2 separate regions of the Nothobranchius furzeri genome follow, and region 2 is linked to region 1. Evidence: chromatin contacts called from public Micro-C data. All regions are on one chromosome and are shown on one strand. Each heading gives the region's core, a stretch centred on a gene start, on an enhancer-like site or on the middle of the called end of the contact. The rest is flanking DNA. Distances are from core to core; before and after follow the strand shown. Region 1 holds the start of LOC107383601 (epidermal growth factor receptor substrate 15-like 1). Region 2 overlaps ap1m1 (adaptor related protein complex 1 subunit mu 1).

Evidence for each region. A called contact is a pair of places that touch in the nucleus more often than the background predicts.
Region 2: a contact with region 1 is called in a Micro-C map of tail fin, with 4 times the contacts expected there. The contact joins the enhancer-like site here to the promoter of LOC107383601 in region 1. A contact is called at or near these places in 2 of 2 Hi-C or Micro-C datasets (skeletal muscle and tail fin).

Annotation. Positions count from the first base shown.
Region 1 is chr11:45,447,764-45,451,426 of NfurGRZ-RIMD1, reverse strand. LOC107383601 (epidermal growth factor receptor substrate 15-like 1) reads right to left here and starts at 1,799. Exons shown (of 24, transcript XM_054742064.2): 1 at 1,683-1,799; 2 at 1,176-1,217; 3 at 965-1,054; 4 at 821-868; 5 at 632-727; 6 at 390-455; 7 at 171-296; 8 at 28-87. The coding sequence starts at 1,709. calr3b (calreticulin 3b) reads right to left here. Exons shown (of 9, transcript XM_015956358.3): 8 at 3,552-3,644; 9 at 2,890-3,442. The coding sequence ends at 3,233.
Region 2 is chr11:45,551,931-45,556,178 of NfurGRZ-RIMD1, reverse strand. ap1m1 (adaptor related protein complex 1 subunit mu 1) reads left to right here. Exons shown (of 12, transcript XM_015956360.3): 8 at 2,194-2,265; 9 at 2,586-2,744; 10 at 2,929-3,054. Among protein-coding and RNA genes, the nearest start is that of ap1m1, 6.9 kb to the left of the region's middle. Within about 2 kb of position 2,543, at least 1 of the 3 cell types and tissues checked has an H3K27ac peak or open chromatin away from gene starts, as enhancers often do. A contact at or near this core is called in tail fin, where this site is marked.

The DNA.
Region 1 (3,663 bases), core at 550-3,049:
TAAAAGAGGCTAAGCATCCCAATTTACCACTGTGAATTCCTCTTTGTCCAAATGTCCATCTTTGTCTACATCACTCAGGTCCCAAATCTACAAAATCATAATATACAGATATGGATACACAAAATTTGAAACAAGTGGCAGAAAACAGTGCTGTATAATGTGCAAATCACCTTTCCCAACACATCCAGAGGTAATTTGGAGTTTATCAAAACTGGTCTGACTTTTTCACCAGAGAGGAGGCCATTCACAGGAGACAAACTTTCAAATATTCCTTCAAACTTCCCTTTTTCATCAGGCTGAGAGAGCGGATGAAAATATTAAATAGGAGTTATTCTTTATTAAACATCAGAATAATGTAGATAATATTTTACAAATCTGATCATGCTCACCCTAATTGCCCACTGAGAGTCAAATGCTGTTGTTGACCCACTTAATAATTGGCTGTCAGTGTCCCTCTGCAAAAGTAAACAGTAGACAGAATCTCATTACCAGAATAAAAAAAATGCTGGACACCATGTATTTCTGTAACTATCAGTTTTGAGATACTAAATGTTTGATTTCATGCGTTATATCTGCAACAAATCAAATCAAAGTCTTAACAGTTGCCAGGGAGGTCAGTTTAAACACTTACAAATTTTGGTGCAGCTGCAGTTTGGTTGAGGTTGTTAAGACTGATATCATTTCCACCTTGTGCTGATGCTACAAGTCTCAGGGCAATGAAGAACCCCTAGGAAACAGGGAGAAAAACAAAACAAATCTAAGGTTTTGTGCAAACATCAGCATCTTCCATCTACAACAACCACAAAGAAACCGCCTTTACCCGTTTATCCAAGTAGCCTTTTCTATCAGAATCTGCCAAATCCCAAATCTGAAAGGGCAAATAAAACAAAATTAATTTAGATGTTGTGAACTGGAAATGTGAGATTATTTTGTTTAAAAGTGTGCAGATGAGTTTGAGAATCACCTTTCCAAGAGTATTGTCTGACAACCCAGACTTCTTAAGAAACTGAGCTGCATCGCCAGCTGATATTTTTCCTGTGTTTCTTGGATCAAGCTAAGATAATGAAAACAATAAGTGCTCTCATTATTTGATGTTACATGAATGATAATGCTCAGTTCACCTGATACACCAAAATAATTATATTAAAGAATATAAATGGCAACACCAAGCTTACCTGTCTGTAATAGCTTTCAAAAACTGCATTTCCACCTGATAACTGGACAGAAGACAAAAAAAATAAATGAATACAATTATAAAAAGGACCAATTGTTAGAGACAAACATGGCTAATTAGGTTAGTAGATTGTCTATCACAAAGAAAACAACTTATAGTTCCAACAGCTAATCGAATGTACATAACTTAATTCGTCCTAAACTTAGTCAATTTTTACTTAAATTAGGTTATTTAAAAATAAAGTAATAAACTGTCAGTTCGTTTTTCTTTGCCATTCAAACGTAAAACTTAGTCATCAACCTAGCCCGTATATTATGTCGATGAACCTAGCTGACAATGTTTACTCGGAAGACAACGAAAACTTTCTAGAACGTTTTTTTCTGGCTAATGTTCCTCGCGGTTTATAGCGTGGTGAAGTCGTAACCGCGCAAAAACAATGTCACGGTCGTTTAACAATGACAAAATGGACATTTTCAGAGTTTTTTTTTGGTATTTTGGTCGTTGTTACCTGACTGAGGGTCATGAGCGCCGCCATCTTTCCTGGTGTCTTGAGTACGCGCACAACGCTCACGCCCCTGAAGGTAAAGCCTGGTTCACACAGGCACGCGCGGGAGAAAGAATGCGTCTTGCCCGTATGCCCTTTTTGCGGTGCTTTAACGCAAATATATTAGTAGAATTTATCTTTGCGGCTTAGCATGTTTTTATTCGTTCAACACCATTTATGTAGTTCGTCCTCATTCTTAGGGCAGTTTAAGATGGCCGTAACATGTGGAGATAATAAAGTAATACTTTTGTTGAATTTATTTTCTTAAATTTATATGAATTTGATTTTTGCTAAACACGATGGCTAATCAGAAACAAAGTATTTTACTTACAAAACACGAAGTGTACTATATACAGAAACGAAAGTATGATGCTCAAAAAAATTTCCGGTTTTCAAAATAAAATTGTCTCTCGAAACTTCCGGTTTCAAAATGTCCTTTTTTTTAAAGAAATACTTTTCGATTAAACGAAATTTAAATTATTGATTTAATCAGTACGTCTATTTTTAAAAGAAAAAATTTTATGGTAAGTTTGGGGTTTCTTTGGTTACAACTTTTTTAATTGCAGTTTTTTGGTTGAAGTACCCATTTTTGATTGAATAAACAATCTTCAAATTTAAAGGAAACACCTTGATATAATTATGTACTAATTTATTACAATTATGCATTGCTCAGAATAGAAAGGAGATATGATGGAAATTATCCAATTCTTGATTACCAAAAATCAAAAGCAAGGGGTCTGTCATCTGTTTCTGTATGTGCTAACCTAGTATTTTTACAATCATGCATTGACATTTTGAGCATCTCACAGCTTTTTCATACAAACTAGTAACTAAATATATTTACCATTTGTATGCTAAACAAACTATAGTAATCAGACCGTACAGTAATAATCTTTTAATTAAAACTTTGGCATCAAAAACATTCTGATGGGTAAAAATGTGTGCAACTCTTGCAAGAGTGACACATCAAAAAAACTTTCATCAGAATGTACTGCAGCTGTGAGCACAATAAGTCATGTTGAATTAAATTTCAATGACAATTTTAAACATTTACTAGCTTTAGGCCTTTTTATATTGTAATGTTTCATTCAAATATGCCATCAAGAAAAAGTAATTCAAGTTGATGTCAGTGCAAAAGAAACATCCAAAAATAAATTACAATACCAATGTGCCCATTTTCTGACCCTGTTTATTTAATATTAATTTCACAGGTAGAGCTTGAATCTGATTTGTGACAAAATGTAACAATTTCAAAACAAGAGATTGGTGGTCAAGCCACAGAATGATAGACAACCCACAGTACCAATTCAGTAAGGGTAATGTGACAAAAAAAAAACCCAACATCAAGTCCATTAATACCCATTCAACCCAATTTTCTACATTAGACTCCAAAGCCAGGTTGCCTGTATCTCTGGGAAAGGATGCACAGCAGCCACAATACCCCTGAGAGTTACAGGACAGTTTCTGTGGAAGGGACATAATAAAATATTTTCTCACTACATTTCCCCCCCTCCTCAAAGCTCATCTTTAGGTACTGATTCTTCATCTTCTGTGTCTGAAAGTGCTTCTTCCATCTCATCCTTTGTTTCTTCTTCTTCTTCCTCCTCCTCCTCCTCCTCTTCCTCCTCCTCCCCCTCTTCATTAGTTTCTTGTTCTTTTACTTTTGCCTCTTCCTCTTTTCGTTTAGCATCATCCTGTTCTTGTTTCATTTTCTTCTCTGGTTCCTGTGGAGAAAGTTGACAGTTACAGTTTTGCGTGCACCGAGTTCCACTCACTGAAGACAAGCTTTACACATTTGCTCATCAGTTCCAGGCATAACTAATTCCAACATACCTTTGTCACACCCCATGTCTCCTTTCCAATTGCTTCTGCTTCCTTCACATCATCGCATATCAGGAAGTTGTCAAAAATGGTGCCAGATTTCACCTGAGAAACAGTTTTAAAA
Region 2 (4,248 bases), core at 1,294-3,793, 100 kb before region 1:
CAGAACATGGTTTTAAGATTCTGTTTAAATAAAAAAACTTATATGCCAACCGTTTGGAATCCTGAAATACTACTACTACTACTACTACTACTACTGCTTCTGCATTTTATATATTTTTTTAACTTGTTGTTGGTCTTCTATTTTCTTCTGCTTCTCTTGTTGTCTTCTATTGTCTTTTTCTTCTAATGTCTTATTTTTCTTTTAATGTCTTCTTCTTCTACTATTGTCCTTTTATTCTGCTTCTAATGTCGTCTTCTATTATATTTTTCTTCTTTGGCTTCTATTTTCTTCTGCTTACATTGTCTTCTGTTGTCTTTTTCTTCTGCTTCTAATGTGATCTTCGAATGTCTTATTCTTCTGTCTTCTTCTATGGCCTTTTTCTTCTAATGTATTCTTTTTATATTGTCGTTCTTCTGCTTCCATTTTCTTCTATTTCTAATGTCTTCTTCTAATTTCTCCTTATTCTTCTTCTATTGTCTTTTTCCTTTTGCTTCTAATGTGGTCTTCTATTGTCTTTTTCTTCTAATGATATCTTCATTTTCCATTGGCTTTTTCTTTCTGCTTCTAGTGTCTTCTACTTTCTTCTTCCTTCTGCTTCTAATGTCTTCTTTTAAAGGGACTTTACAGAGTTTTGAATTTTTATGCTCGAGATTGCCCCCTCAGGCCAAAAGCGTAACGGCAGCTTCAATAGTAGGCTCGTGCACGAGGCGCGCATGCTGTACGTGCACACTCCTTAACAAAAATAACAGCTGAGACAGTCCCGTGTGTGTGTGTGTGTGTGTGTGTGTGGCCCGGAGGACAGAGGACAGGAGAACACGCAGCTTACTAATTAAATAATTTGGTTCTGTATCTTTCTCTTCAGCACAGCCGACAAAGGTTTATGATGGGTCAGTTCTCCTGCATGCTCAGATCATTCCCTTCCCTTGCTTGAAAAATTGTTCCAAAATGAAAGTTGAACCCGCATCTTTTTTATCTGTGAATTCAATGCCGTTCGGCGAGTCTCAAATAAAAATTTGGGCATCTTACTGTAAAAAAATATACCATTAATGTAAAAAAGAAACTGTAAATAAACTATGATCACATCCAGAATCGAACCCGAGTCTTCCGCACGGGAGTCCGCCATCTTACTGGATGTGCTATAGCACCAGTGACGTCTTTTGTATCTGTAATATTTATATTCCTGATGACAGCTGAAACAACGTTCAAAGATCGGTTCAGAGCGAAAATGGCTATTTTGTTGCAAATTTGCAGAAAATATCTAGAAGAAAGTAGCTAAGGGTCCTCAGAAATGTAGCTAGGTTCATCACTAGGCGTTAGGAACAGCGACAAAGTCGCTGAGTTGGCACTACCTCACTCTCTGCTGCTAAAGCTACTGACAGCAAATGCTATGGGCGATGCCTGAGCGTGAACACGCATGAAGCAGCCTGCTCGACCCGAGCAGATCTCTTTTTCTGTGATTTTACAGAAAAACAGGCAATCACAGTAAAAATGCCAGGACTCATTCTACAGGACCAGGGCATTGCAGGAGAATGTATTAAGAAGAAATGTTTTATTTCTATACATGTTTTGGCTGTCAAACTTCCATAATGCCCCTTTAATGTCTCCTTCTATTGTCTTTTTCTTGCAATGATGTCTTCTATTGTTTTTCCTTCTGCTTCTATTGTTATCTTCTTTTATTGTCTTCTTCTAATAATAATTACTACAGTAAAACTAAATAAAATGTAATTATCGCCTCAAATAATAAAATCAATGTCAACGATGACTACATAGGTTTTTTGGGTGTTTAAATTAAACCTTTTCCCCTCGGTTTTTTGTGTTACTTTTTTTATTATTATTATTATTTTTTTAGATTAACATTTTTTTATCCAACTATTTGACTGAACGAAGATCAGATGGAATTCAGATAGTTTTTTACTTAATTTACTGACCAATGAAAGGCGAGGTGACTCCTGAGGTTTTGTACATTTTTCTAAAATACAAAGAGTAAAAAAAACAATGTTCTGAAACTGAACATAAACAATGGACTGTTTCCTTTTCCCTTTCAGTGGTAGCGGTGAAAAATCAAACATCATCTTTGAGTCTTCTGTTGTAGTAATGATATCTACCCACTAGGTGGCGACTGCTACTTGTTATTTAAGCTTGAAGAAGTGATGTGAATAGGTAATGTAACTTTCTGTTACTCTCCTCTCACAGGTGAAACCTCTGATCTGGATTGAATCGGTTATTGAGAAGCACTCTCACAGCCGGATCGAGTACATGATCAAGGTAGGCCACTTTCTCCGCAGGAACGAGCTGCTGTGTTTTTAGCTAAACCGTTGTTATGTTTCGGTTCCATTATTCATGTCAACAATACTGAAACAACAGAAGACTGAAAGGTAGCTCAGTTCCAACTGGCCTGAGGTGAGGTCACGTGCACAGAAACATGCTGCATTGATCTTGAGTCTTATTTTCTTGTGGATCATCTTGTCAAGTGGGACAGTCGTGATTACACTGTACTTTTGTGAAGCAACAATCCTAGTCCTGGTTGAATACCTGTTTGAGGCTGCACAGCGTGTCAAACTCGTCCCGCTTGTTTTGCTCGGCAGGCAAAAAGCCAGTTCAAGAGGCGCTCCACCGCCAACAACGTGGAGATTCACATTCCTGTTCCAACGGACGCTGACTCACCCAAGTTCAAGACCACAGTGGGCAGCGTGAAGTGGGTGCCTGAGAACAGTGAGATCGTCTGGTCCATCAAGTCCTTTCCTGTGAGCAGAAAACGTGACTCAGGAGTTTCACACTAATGAATGCAAATTATTTTTGTATTTCACCCAATAATTGTCACGATTTTTCTCAAAGCACAAGGAGCACATATGATTTAACTTAAATTACAAATTATTTGTCATTCCTCTTCAAGCTTAGTTAAAATGCTTGTGCTTTAATTTGTCACAGGGAGGAAAGGAGTATCTGATGCGGGCTCACTTCGGGTTGCCAAGCGTGGAGGCCGAAGACAAAGAGGGGAAACCACCAATCAGTGTCAAGTTTGAGATCCCGTATTTCACCACCTCGGGGATCCAGGTAGGTTTGACACTTATGACCTGTCAGGCAGTAATCCTTCACAGATCATGTCAGACGTCAACAGAAAAGGCTCAAAAACATTCACCAAAGCTTCGCAGTCAGTCAAAATAAGAATAATGTGCTGCAGAGCGCTTTTCCCAAACAAACCTACCAAGTGCTTTTCAAGTGGGGTAAAGGTGAGTTTTCACTACAACAATAATAAAAACATCTGAAAACATATCCAAGCGCTGGCAAAGACACTTAGAAACATGAACAGTTCAGGGTGGGATTTGATTATTATTCTGAATATCTAATTTTAGTTTTATTGCACCATCTTTTCTCTCTCACCAGTCCGAGAAGTGAAACCTAATTTAGGCCAGCGGGGGCAGCGTGGAGCACTTGTAACCTCTGTGTGGTTAAACACATTTCTGATGTTGCACCAGCCAGAAGTGCTCATCAACATGAACTTGACCCTCTGTTTTGATCCTGATTACAGTGATAGAAAACGTCACTGCTAGCACCAGGTTAGCAGATTAATTGGAGTCTGATTGTAATTTCCATGCTGTTGAGAGAGCGAGAGAATGAGACTAATGTTTATATTTCATGTTTCCCTCACACTGACCACAGACTAACACACACGTGTTACGTTTACCGTATAATCACAGGACAACTGTGATTATATGTGTAGCGCAACAACACAAAATTAAGTTTCACCATGTCTTGTTGAGTGGAAACAAGGTTAACTTCATTTTAAAGTGTTTTTTTTTTTTTTGCCAGAACTTGATGCATTATAATATATGATTAAAGTTTTTCCACAGTTTTTCTAAATAATATTCTCAATTCTGTGTTTTTCATTAACTGGTGATGTATTTTGAGAATAAACTCTACAATTTACAGCCGGAGGCTCTAATCTCCCTTTATGCCATAACGTTTACACGCCGTCACGATTTCCAGCTTCCCAACATTTCCTATCATCATCAGTAGGACTTTATGAAGTTGTAGAGACATTATGCAGCCCACTCGGAAACGAGCTCAAATTAAAGTTAACCGACTTGTAACCAGGGCGCTGGTTTTAGATTTTTAAGATTTTCCCAACTCGATTTGTCAGTCAAAGAAATAATCTTTTTATTTTTTGCTTTTTTTGGTTGTAAAAACATAAAAGGAATATGTTTGAAAAAGTGCAACTGTATAGCTTCATTATTCAATAAAAGATTT